Linked DNA regions of Mus musculus: region 2 is linked to region 1. The links are chromatin contacts, called in public Hi-C maps. All regions are on one chromosome and are shown on one strand. The core of a region is the stretch at or near the end of the contact, and the rest is flanking DNA. Distances in the headings are between cores, read along the strand shown. Region 1 overlaps Kcnq5 (potassium voltage-gated channel, subfamily Q, member 5). Region 2 holds the start of Kcnq5 (potassium voltage-gated channel, subfamily Q, member 5).

Region 1 (6,535 bases), core at 2,751-5,250:
AAAATTAGTTAATTATTATTCAGCTCTCCATGCTAGGTGCCCACCTCGGGATGTAAGCAAAAGAAAGCACAAGAAAATTTTAAATAGGCTCTGCTATTAAAGTGGATAGATCTTTTACATTTCAGTTACAGGGTGTGAAGAGAAATGGCTTAGTGGTTAAGAGCTACTGATCCACCAGAGGACCTGGGTTCAATTCAAGTACCCACATCAGGTAGCTTACCACTGCCCATAACTTCAGTGCCAGGCAATCTGATGTTCTCTGGCCTCTGAAGCCACCTGCATACATATGGTGTACATTAATTTAAAGTAATAAGTATTTTTGATTTTATTTCCATTACTGAAATAGTTTTTAAAAGATCTTTCAAACCATTTCAACTGATACAAAAGTTTCATTTCAACCTCAAAATTTTGATTCTAGGTGTATTTAAGCATCTGCTTTTATGAGATAATAATGTCTACATTTGCAATGGTCAATGTGCTTCTGATTTGAAATATTCAGTGATGTTTTTGGTGGTGTTGGGTTTGAATACATGCGCCTCATGCTTACAAAAGAAAGCATTCTACCAACTGAGAAATATTCCTAGCCAAATAATTATTTTGAAAGCAGACAACATAACTACACTTTCAGTAACATTTTTAATTAAATTAAATTTTATAGTGCTTGATATTTCTGATTTCTGCTGCCTCATTAAAACAAAATTGCAAAGTTAATTATCCAAGCTTTTCATAGAGCAATAATTTCTGAAATAATAACTTAAAAAATTATGTAAGCATAATTTCTTATTTTAATAGTTTTATATTTTATTTAGTTTTCACATATAATTTCATTTTTTAGTAAGACAGAAACACCTGAAAGAATTTTTAAAAAGGTTACATTATAAAAGACTTCATATTTTATTTTAGAGAAATTGGGCCTGTCAAAATTGTAACAATATAACAAATTACTTCCCAGATTGAAGCAATTAAAGTACAAAATATGAAAGATCTTTTGTGTTAAAATTTAGATCTAATAATTGCTTTGAATTTGTTCCAGTCTTATATTTTAAAGTGACTACCTGGTCTTATAAAAAATCACACTTTACAAATTTTATTTCTTATTGCCTATGCTTTATTTAAAAACATACTTTGACAGCAAAGCCTTCACATGGATTTTAAGAACAGTTACATGAAAAAGTTAAGTTCCTTAATTTTCGTCTATTTAAACTTTCTAACTGCACAGAGAGAACAATGTCCACATGGGGAAGCAGCAAGTGTTTCTTCTCCTCCGTGGAGGCAATTGTGCCATCTGTCCTGATCATACTTAATAAGCACCAAGAAAGGCAGTACACAGCTTCCGCATGAAATTGATTGTTGACAGAAGCATGGTGCATTCTCCTGATCGAGATATGTGTCGGCAAGGTTTAGCTTCTAGACAAGCATAAGTGGTTATCAGAGACCACCAGGGTACATCGAGAGCATCACTCCACTTCCCCATGTGTTTGAGGGGCTCTGTAAATGTGAATTGGACTAGAGAAAACAAACAAACAAACAAACAAAGAAACCTATACATTAGGTAGGAAAGACCGAGCGGCAATAAAAACAGAAACCAATGGGAAACATGACTAGTTGAGCTCATTTTCAGAAAGACACCGAGAGAAGATCAAGCGCAAAAAAAATCTAAAGGTAGACAAAGTAGTGTGGAGTCAGTGGCTCTCCTTGATAGTTACACACTGAGGGAGGCCATAATACAGCTTGAAACTGAAATATCCTTTCTAGAAATCACTTGTTCCGTAATGCAGCGGCATGGTAATCTTTTAAATGTAGTAACTGATGGGGAATTGGAAGACAAAGAGAGACAGCAGATTTTCTGTTTACCACCAAACCAAACAAAGCATCTAAGCAAAGAGGAAACATTATATTTAATGTAATAGAAATAACACCTATTTTGCTGATAATTATTTTTCAGAGAAACTAAAATTACATTTTCAAAAGGAGTAAAAAGATGAATGAAAAATTTAAGCTCCCATGATTTCCTACTTTTATTAGGAAAGAGTTGATAATAAAGTGATTATTTGTATATTACAATTTATATGTGATTTTGTTTTAGAAAAGCTGTGAATACACAATGTATGAATACAAGGAATCTATTAATACTAGAGAAAGTCAGAGAAGCAGTTCAGTTCATAAAGAACATGTATACTCTGAACACAGGTCTTAAAGACATAAGTAATGAGCTTGAGCATACTTTGGTATATATATGTTTGTAGAAAATATTTAATTTAATACTCTAGTATGACTTCATGAACATAGAAATATATATATGGACATCTATAGCTGACCCTATAAAAACAAAACTTAAAAAGACTGTCTTAGTTACTTTCCTATTGTTATGATAAAACAGTATGACAATATATAGAAGGAAGAATTTGGTTTGGGCTATGGCTCCTGAGAGCTCAGTACATCACCATCACAGGGGCAAAACATAGATGCATATAGACATGGTAGATGGAGCTGGAAGCTAAGAGCTGAGGGTTACTCCTAGAATCACACACAGAAAGCAGAGAGAGCTAACTGGGAATGACACGTGGCTTCTGAAATCTCAAAGTCCACCGCCAGTGACACATGTCTCCGCATGGCCACACCTTCCCCAAACAGGACCACCAACTGAGCACCAAGCTTTTAAATGCCACAGACTATGATGGACGTTCATCATTCAGACTACCACAGTAACCTTCTGAACCACCGAATTATGATAATTAAACTGTCTGAGGTTATCAAGATCAGCTGAGGAATAAGAGCATTTTAACTGCATTTTACGTATGGGTGTGTGCATGTATGTACTGCCCCATGTGAACAGTGAGGAGATGAGAGATCCACTTGCAAGAGTCAGTTCTTTCCTTCCAGAAAATGGATCCCAGAGATTGAAGTTGGATTTTCAGGATCTGGGGCACATACCATTAACTGCTAAGCAATCTCAGGAGAGTGATAAATATTTGTCTTCATGATTGGTAACCACATTTTTTGAAGGGTCAGTTAAACCCTCTCTACTTAGTTGAAAAATAAAGCACAAACAGAATTGGATAAATGAAAACCACATTTTAAAATAAATAGTGTAAATAAATACTGCAAATCAAGGGCTATCTGAAACCGCTGGCATGTGCTCCATCTAAATCACCCTGTTGTGCTGAGATGGATTGTTTGCGAAACCTCCTTCATAACAGTTTAAGTCTACCTAAGGCACATTGTTCTGGCCAAATAAAATAGTTTTAAAGAAATAGCTTAACAAGTTAATTTCAGCCTGGATGGTTTTGTTGGATTGGAACGACCCTGTTCTCAGTTCTAAAAACAAAACAAAAACAATAACAAACAAACAAACAAACAAACAAAAAGTATCAACTGAGAGAGGCAGATACTTAACATACAATTCCAGAATAATAAATGATCAAGGGAGCCCAAGAACATAAAATAGGGCTATCCGACTAACATCTACAGGAGATGGCATGGATGCTGACCTTACAAGAAATGAGAATGTGAGGAGAAAAGTATGAGAAGATGTGAAAGGGGTGGCAGAATGGACCAGTTAGAGAGTGATGCTCACTCTTATCCCTGAGGGCTATAGTCTGCCCCAGTTAGAGGCTACGTCTCTGTTGGTTGTAGGGAACCAGCTCAGGACTCTAGCAAGAAGGACATAATAGCTCTGAATCTTAAGACGATTTCTGTAGCTGAGCGAAGGGTCAGATGAACTGAAGCAGTCCAGGAAGGAGGTGGTTTGTATAGAAGAAAAGTTAAAAGTGGTTTGACACTGGTCAGTAAAAAGGAAAGGAGGAAGATTGCTAAAATGCATTAAAATTGAGTTCAAGGTGCTGAGAGAGGACTGAATTTAGGACTATAATGGACATCAAGGATCTCTCATTCCCCAGTTCCAAGAGATGAAAAAAAGGCTGCAACATCAAATGTGGAGGACATGGGAGAAAAACACCACTGCTTATCTGATGCTGGGCAGTCCTCAGGCAGCCTTCAAGAATTTCCAGAGTGGCTCCAAACAAGAGAAGTTTTGTTCCTTGAAATATGCAAACATATCTTTCTGTACTTCAGCCAACGCTATTTATTGCATCATCTCAAGGTTTAAGGTTTTTTATCAGGTTTTTTCTTTTTAATGCTCTTTCTTAAACCTTTCATATGCTATTCAAGAAAGGGGGGGGGGAGAGATACAAAAGAAAAAGAAACAAAGAAAAAGGAAGGAACACTGTTTCTTTACCCTTGGCCAGTAACTCAAGAATGTCTACTTTTATTTCCCTCGAGCCACATGAATCTGCAATCATGCTTGGCTTCTACCTCTGATCTAGGCAACCCTTCATTGCTAAATAGATTTTAGAGCTTTATCTTCATTCAGCTTCAGTTTCATGGTGCATTTCTGTTGAAGTCATTTGTCTGTGAATGGTAACTTTCCTCTTAAGAAATATTGTAGGAGAATATATACAAACAAAGATCTTTAACACACACACACACACACACACACACACACACACACACACACACATATTTGCCTAAAACTTCTGTCTTCAATAATCCTAATGTGCTATCAAAATATTTAGGTGAATATTCTAAGAAATAATGATGTAATGATTCAGAGTTTATTTGCTATATTAAAAGCCATCCCGTAATATTTTGAATTGCTTTCTCTATTTGCACAAGCTTATGATAATTTCGAGCTGTAGAATTTATAGTGCTGTTTGCAAAACTATCAATTTGACCAATAATTTGTTAGCAGTATTTTATTTCTAAAGGTAGTAATATTTTTGCTTCTTGTTTCTGAGAAACAAAAAGGAAGTGGTCTAAAGATATATTCCAGATATTAAGCTAAACGGACTAATTTCACAAGGCCTTAAGTTAAGGTAAAAGCACTGGAATTTGTGTGATTTTTAGTTCAGCTACATTAAAAATTTGGCTCACAGTTTTGTTAAGTGTTGTTGGACGCTAGAGCTTTAATTAAAACTTCTTTTTTACCTTAAGAGGTTATTTCACAAATAATCTTTTCTACAAGGTATGCAAAATTAGAATTTATTCCTCCCTTAGAGAGTCATTCTTATAAATAAAGCTAGGAGAAATTCTCCTTCCTAATGTCTTCATAAAAGTCCAGGATATATTGATGTTATTGCTGCTTATTACAAATTAAATTAGCAAACAGTTATGTGGCCAGGTCATGAGAGCTAAAAGAAAGTGCAATCTGTCTCTGGACTTATAAAATATCTAACAATTCTAGATTAGGCTTCACTTTTGACTCATCTGTTGATGGGGGATGGGAGAGATCCTGCTGGGGGTTAGCTGAGGTGTGGCCTTGAAGACTTTGCTGGCTCCTAAGCTGGAATCTGTGATGGGCGTCGTGGACTTCCCCTTCTGGGCATGTACCTAGGTCTTAACTGCTTTAGGACTCACTTGATGTCACTTGCTTCTCAAACAAGCCCCTGAGACACATGATAAGGGAGTAAAGCAGGATTAATTACAGTCAAACCATAAGCTGCGATGCTTGGTATTCTGTATTGACATTTTACTCACAGAAGCTTAATCCAGCAGTGTAAGTAATGAATGGTGTTCCAAAATAAGGATACTTAAGCCTGATCTAGCAAATTTGATTAATTTTCAAATTAATCAAAGTTCAAGTTAGTCATTTCATTTCGACATTAAAACAAATTAAGTGACCAAGAATAAAAATTGCCTTGTTAAAGGCTTCTTGCATGAACTCAAACTCCACCTCAGACAGTTGTAAATTCTGATTAGCAGAGGTGGTGTCGCTTGGTTTCCAGTTGTGATGCTTACATACTCCACAGTGAAGTGAGAGATTTGGCAATCTTCTAATTAATGTGTTAGCAGTAGTTAAGTAGAGTGGCATAACGTTCACAGTTAGACAATTGTTTGTATTTAATCAGTAATCTCTTGAAGTCAAGACAAGAGGACAGAGAGACCAGATCTTCTCTAGTCAACATGAAGGCAGGGATTGTGTTAGTCCACACTGGTCCCAGAAACAAGTCTTATATCTCTACTAGTTTACCTTCAACCACCACTGATCTCATACTTACTCATTATTCATTTATACTTGAACTAAGGTTCAAAGGATAAATTAGTCTAGGGTTGAAGGAGAAATACTTTTGTATTCGATGTATATTTCCTATTAAGATTATGCTTGGAATTTTGAAGCAAAAGCGATAACTAATTAAAATTAAATAAGAGTCAAAAAAAAATCTTAGGATAAATAGGATTCCCTTGCAGTTACTTCTACAAACCTTCCTCTGTGCACGAGAGCACACATACACCTCTGGTGTGCGTGTGTGTTCATGTCTGTGTATCTGTGTTTGTTTTCATGTTTCAGATATATATGAGGAGACACATCTGCTCATGTGTGTGAAGATTCGGAGATCAGAGAATAACTTCCCATGACATTACTTGTGCACCATAAGTCTTTTTTCTGACAATAGGGTGCTTTTGAAGTTAGCTAGACTTGCTGGTCCAGAGGCCCCAGGGGATTCACTTCTTTCTGTTTCATAGGCTCTGAAATTAC
Region 2 (6,535 bases), core at 1,589-4,088, 71 kb after region 1:
ACAAACAAACAAACAAAAATTATCAAAGTTTAAAAAACAAAAACAAAAACAGAAACACTGCTTTATCCACCAGGCATCAAAAAGAAAATGCTGCATTTTGAGAAATTTTCACTCCTGTTTGTAAACAATGCTTAGGAGACATCAATATGTGCAACAGTGTCAAGCTTCCTCTGAACCCATACCATGTACTTTACCCAAATAAAAAATACTATATTACATCATATTTAAAACTCAAAGCCATGAATATTTTGAGCATGTCTAAAAATATCATCATCCATACTGTGCACATTTACAGCAAATTAAGCCTCAGCATTCCTTTTTAAAAATGTATATTATAGTCTGACAGTCAAAATAATTTATTAGATCATTAAATACTAAATTAATTGTATATCAACCCAAGGAGATGAGCTTAACAAGTGTCATGGGTGTCTATCATTAATTACATTCAAATATTTATGACTCTTTCATCAGCAAAGGATAGACCTTATATTTTGAGTGTAATGACGCTAGACAGAATACAACATTCCCTATGTGTGCCTTGCAAACACATGAAGCTGGCTGGAATAGGTCACCTAAGCTTACATGCTCACAACAATCTGCAACTGTAAAAATTCCCAGACACTGGGGCCCCAGAGTGCAGACTCCACCAGTTTCCTGAGTTCTACCTGGTCACATTTCAGGTTCACCTATTTATAAAAGCAGCTCCTTCTCTCCTGATATTATGATTTTTTTTTTTTTAACTTTCCTGGGTTTGTGCCAATTCTTCATTCCACATAAGGGAGAAGTATAGGACGGCATGCCTCATTTCTGAAAGGTCTTTTTGGTCTGTTCCAAACATATCTTAACCAAGTAAGAAACAAGGAATCAATCAGTATGTGCCTGCAGCTTTCTCTGGAGGTCTTCTAAGGCTAATATGTTTGTACTTCATCTTAACATAAAGAAGGAGGGGGCAGAGACGGGGCAAGAAGAGGCGGGGCTTCCTCTAAAAAGATTAAATTAGACAGGGTGTATAGACATGAAAACAACCTTAAGTTGTCGTCCAGATTCACCTAACTCTAACAGGAGATTGAATGAATGGACGTCGGGCAAAACAGTAGTAAACTTCAAAGCCACGGAAAGCTTTCTAATGCCTAAGGGAAAAATAAACATTTGCTTCCAACCATTTTCTCATTTTCATTCTCGCATACTCTGCTAGATGGTGAGGGCTTAGTCAACACACACACACACACACACACACACACACACACACACACACACACACACACTTTATCTCGGCGCCATAAGTGTCAACTAAACACACTGCTTGCTTCAGGTCACAGCTGGCCCCTGTGCATTTCCACTACAGCACCTCTGGCCATGTTCCTGAACCCCAGTTCTCCACTTTCAGCTGGCACTGCCTGCCACAGAGCTTGGGTAGCCCTCTAGACTCTGACCACCTCTATGTGGCAATGACTACTACGTGCACTGACAGATTTTCCGTTGATGACAGCTGTGATGGTGGCCAGGCGTGTTTCCGGGCGCGCTTACAACCTAGTCTCTCTCTCTCTCCATCACGTAGCAGCTTCCTCTGCTTGACCCCAGAGCTGACTGTGGACCCACTCTTAACCTTCTCCTCGCCACTCCATCCCACCCGGTCATGCCCTCCCAGTCTCTCCAGTCTCGGGATGGTGCACAACCTCCCGGAGCTATCCCCAGCTCCTGGGCGCCCCACTCAGTTAACTTTCCGCATATCAGGACCTAATCGCTCCCGATTATCTGAGTCGCCTAAGTCCGGCTTCTGCCTTCAATCACCCAGGTACCTGGAACTGACCCGTTAGTCCCTTGGGTGCTTTGGGGCAAAAGGGCTCTATGTGAACCAGAGCGAGAGGTGGGACGAGAGAGATTGAGGGCTCCAGAGGGCCGATGGCAACACGTGCAAAGAAATAAAAACCACCACGTGTGTGTAGCTCTGCGTGTGAGCGCGCACGCGTTTCCGCGCCTAAGGCCAGGGCGCGGGCGCCAAGTGCGCCCCGGGGCTCCCCAACAGAGGGCATGGCTAGGGGCACACGGGGTCGGAAGTGGGGGCGCGGGTACTCACACGAACGCGTGGTAGACGAACGCCCAGCCGCGGGGTCGCTCCAGCACGTTGTACAGATAGTTCTGCACCCGCCGGTACTTGACGTTGCGCCGACAGCTCTGGCTGCTGGTGTAGGAGAGCGGCTTCCCCAGCAGGCTCATTCGGGCCCCCTGCTTGCCCCGGCGGCTCTCTCTCAAGCCGCCGCCGCCTCCGCCGAGCGCCGCCGCGCGGGTGCCGAGCAACAGCAGGCCGTCGCCCCTGGCGGCCGCCGAGTTCAGCAGCACCCTGCCGCGGCCGGACTCCACATCCTTCATGCCGCTGCCCGGGCGCCCCCCACCCGCGCCTGCCGCCGCCGCCGCGCCGCTCCTCACCCAGAGCCCGGCGGCACCGCCCTCCTCTCCTCCCGCGTGGTGGCGGGGCATGGCATCACCACGGGCACCGCGAGGGGGGCGCTGGCGCCTGCGGCGGGGGCAGCGGCTTCATGTGCGCGGGCAGGTCTGCAGGAGGAAACCCGCAGCCGACGGGGCGCCCCGGGGGGGCGGACTAGCCTAGAGTCGGGGCTCCGGGCGGGGGCGGCGGGGTGTGCGGAGCAGGCCCGGGGAGGTCCGGATTTCTGCCGCTTCCAATTCCAAATCCGGACCTGTTGGGGGCGTCACTTTGTGAGGTGTCCCTCGCTTTCCTTTAGTCTGGTGGCTGCCACTCCCTCCTCCCCGAGGAGTGTCGGCACACGGGACTGAGGGTGTGCGGGATGCCCGGAGGCACGCTCGCACGCGTGCACACCCAGCAGGGTTCGAGTCTGTCTGTCCCCTGCACCCCGGCAGAATACCGGCTTGACCCTAAGTCGGTCTCCCAGGATGAGTTTGGTTCGGTTCTTCCTGGGACTCGGAGCTGTCCGGAGGGCGAAGTCTGCCTCTTGAATAAACTGGACGAGCGGGTCTCTGGGCTTCTCCCGCTGCTATGCCGCGCCTGGTCCTGCCATCCTCGGGTGATGGGTGTGGGCAGGAAAGGTTCTGTCCTACCCTCCAGGTTTTGGCTAGCCTAGGAGCGAGCCAGCGGGGGCTAAGCTTCTGGCAGTGGCGCTTGGGTTCCCGCGCTGGGGACCAGCCCACCGCAGTTCAATGGACACACCCGGAGAGAGCCAGGCAGGGACCCAGCAGCTTCCCGCGACTCAATCCAGCCTGCAGGCTGTGACTTTCCATCCTAGCCTCAGACAACAAGCCTGCGAGTCGCAGAACATCCTTCCCATCCCCAGGGGTGGGGTGTGGGGAGGGCGTAAAACTCCAAAGTAGCTCCTTCGTGGTGAGGGAGCTCCTCCTGACAGAGCAGCCTGGGAAAAGGAGCCCACTTCTCTCCTTCCAGAAATTTCCATGTAAGTGAAAGAAAGTCATAAAACTGCTTAAATCTCCGCCGCGACTGTGGCGTCCCCAGGGAGTTCGAGAGGGATCATGGAGGATAGTGAGTCCAGGACCTGCCTCTCAGACAGGATGCTGTAACTTACAATGTTAGAGAAAAGGGAACCACTGACTGCATCCCCCACCACCTCTGGAAAATGGGCGCCCCAAAGCCCATCTCTTCTCTTGGATGAGAGTGAGATTATGGTGCTGCTGGCTCAGAACTCCGCCTTTCAAAAATATTGTTAGCAATTAAACAACAGATTCAGCGATGGGGAAACTGAGAGGACACCAGGATTGGGAACTCCTTCTAATAGAGCAGCCTTCCTCCCAAATATTTAAAAAAAAAAAAGTAATAATCGCCAAGTTCAACTGAACTATGCTTTCAACACAAAGTCATGGTAGTCAGTAGCAAAGTGGCCATCCCTGAGCCTTTTTTCACTTCCATGAATACCAGCCAACACTAAGGCAAAAATCTTATCTTGGTTGTCTCACCCATAGCAGATAATACTCTACCAACACACCCACACATACACCCCGTGCATACACCCACGCCCACAGACAGCTGCTTTCTACAGTCAGAACGTCAGCTAAGAGTTTTACTTTTATTTTTATCGTTATTGTTTTGTGAAGACCTCTTCCTGGTTCTTACTCAGCAAGACCTTGTTTCCCTTCAAACCTCTGGGCAGTAGGCACTACTAACCCCTAGCGCTGTGCAGCTGGCAGCAGTACCACGTGTGAGCCAAGCATCAACACTCAGAGTCACTCCTGCTTTCCTCTAATACACTTCACACCCACACACCGTGGAGGTGCTAGAGAGGTTGCTCCGTGCCCTGCTATTCAAGGCAGATGCAAAGAGAATGTCCTGGAATAAGCTCTCCAATCCTAGAGCTGCGTGGAGACCCCTGGCTGAAGGTGGGAGCTGAGGTGGGGGGTAGTTCGGTGCAGCTATATTTAGACTCCCCGTGGAGTTTCTGTGCAGGGACTTTCAGGGTGAAAGATGTAGAGACTTAAAATGACTCGTGCACACGCTGTCGGCATGAAAAAAAAATCCTAGCTTTGCTGAAAATAAGAAAATGAAAAGGCCACTTCCCCTTTAAAGGAAGCTGTTTTCTTTGCTGCAAACTTCAACTGAGATTAGATCACCTTTGCCTCACTCTGGGGCCTGGCCCCACACACAGGCAGGAAATCTCTTTAAGGCAGGACTCAAGAGCGTGTTTCCCCTTCTGAAAGGCCCAGGAACTCAGCTGCTTAATGTCCAAATGATGGTTTCCTAGGATGCAGGGATCATACCAGGGAAGCTATGATGTCTATTTCGAAAATGTTAATAAACCCGGGTGGGAAGGTGGCAAGGACATCTGCAATTAGTAAGGGTTATAGACGTCTAAGACATTTGTAACTATCTTTTTTGAGTGCCATCCACTTAATCACAAACCCAGAGAAGGGGGCTTGTCTGTGTATTCACAGACAGGATGGGCCACTAGGAACCCAGCATCCTGACTCCCAGTTGGAGTACCCATTCTGCTGTTGGTGCAAACCCTAGGGGATCATCCTGCTTGTTCAATCCCAGAAAGGAAAGTCTAAGAGACTCTGTTCATACCTGTTCCTAGGCCTTGATCTGTGCCATGTTTTCCTTGTAACCCAGTGACTTCTCTAGATAGGCAAAAGTCAACTTTGAGGAAAAGAAAGTGTTTGTAATTAAGCTTTTATTGTTGTTGCTGCTCCTTTGAATACAGGTGTTGCTAGGAAACTGCCTTTTATTTCTTGCTGAAATATCAGTAGGCATAGTGAGCCATGCATGAAATAATGTAACATTATTTCATGAGTAACAATTACACTAAAATATTATGAAAGGGTAATAGTAAAAGTACATGACAATTCCACTTATTTCTTTATTTTGGTTTTGTGCCACAAGATCTCACTCTGTAGCCCATGCTGTCCTGAGGATACATATTTAGCCGAGGCTGGCCTCTAACTTGTGATTACCTCTCTGCTTGTATCTTGAATGTTGTGATTTCAAGAATCAAAAGGCCTATGCAAAGAATCACTCTAAATAAACTACCAGTGTTTATGGCTAGTGTAGAAGATGTGAGTTGATTGACAGACCTCATCCCTTAAGATGGTTTTGCTTTAGCCTGGCAATGGTGGTCCATTCCTTTACTTCCACCACTCAGCAGGCAGAAGCAGGCTGATCTCTGTGAGTTTGAGGCCAGCCTGGTCTACAGAGCAAGTTCCAGGTCAGCTAGGGTTACATAGAGAAACCCTGTCTCAAGAAAGAGGGTAAGGGTGCTTTCAACTACTCCTTTGTGGTGCCTGCCTGAAATTTATGGTCTTGGAAACTAAATTCCCTAAAGTCTATAGAAGCGATTTTACTTGAATATAGTTACTAGAAAATAATTGATTTCAATGCCTTTTCTGTCCTGTTATATTTTCTTACTGAACAGTACTCTGAGATAGCATCATTAGAAATGCCACCTATAGGCTAGAGACAAAGACATATTGTAGCACCTACACAGGGAGGTTAAATAAAGCATCACTATTACATTCTTCCTTTTCTTGTTCAGGGCTATGCATTCTACTGTTTGTCCCAGTCCTCCCAACAGAGCATAGACTCACAATCAAGCTCATGTGCACTGTTCTGATGAGCTTGTGTGATATCAGAGATACTACACAGAGATACAGATACGTTTTGCTCCAGTGTGACATGCCTGGGCTAATCAGAGTAGCAATAACAAAACAAGTTGAAAACTTAGAACAGTAAGAATATTTACTAATGTAAAATGATGGAACTTCTTGCTTGCTCAGTGACTTGCACCAAGCCTAGTCATAACAATAGGCTTGAAATCAGGGCAGAAGCCCCTGACTTCCTGAAAGAATGCCCTTTAAACTATACCATCCATGTCTGTAGCTTTTATTCCCTCTGTGGTAATCCATAATCGAGCCAATAAGCATAGCAGCTGTACTGCATTTCGTAGGTATCTATCATTATAATCAATGGCCATATTAAAAATAGCAGTGTGGTGTGGCAAAGTACTCTTTTTTAATGCAGAATAATAATTCCTAAGAGATATGACACACACCTCTTAGG

What was found. A called contact is a pair of places that touch in the nucleus more often than the background predicts.
Region 2: a contact with region 1 is called in a Hi-C map of Sertoli cells, with 2.4 times the contacts expected there. The contact joins the promoter of Kcnq5 here to the enhancer-like site in region 1. A contact is called at or near these places in 3 of 39 promoter capture datasets (the C10 cell line and liver), 7 of 484 Hi-C or Micro-C datasets (the C10 cell line, the G1E-ER4 cell line, Sertoli cells and 4 more), 1 of 115 datasets of contacts at active chromatin or transcription factors (the 230-238 cell line) and 2 of 9 other capture datasets (adipose tissue and liver).

Annotation. Positions count from the first base shown.
Region 1 is chr1:21,886,786-21,893,320 of GRCm38.p6, forward strand. The region is part of intron 1 of Kcnq5 (potassium voltage-gated channel, subfamily Q, member 5); the gene reads right to left. Among named protein-coding and RNA genes, the nearest start is that of Kcnq5, 72 kb to the right of the region's middle. Within about 2 kb of position 4,001, at least 6 of the 459 cell types and tissues checked have an H3K27ac peak or open chromatin away from gene starts, as enhancers often do. A contact at or near this core is called in Sertoli cells, where this site is marked.
Region 2 is chr1:21,959,104-21,965,638 of GRCm38.p6, forward strand. Kcnq5 (potassium voltage-gated channel, subfamily Q, member 5) reads right to left here and starts at 2,839. Exons shown (of 14, transcript NM_023872.3): 1 at 2,078-2,839. The coding sequence starts at 2,478.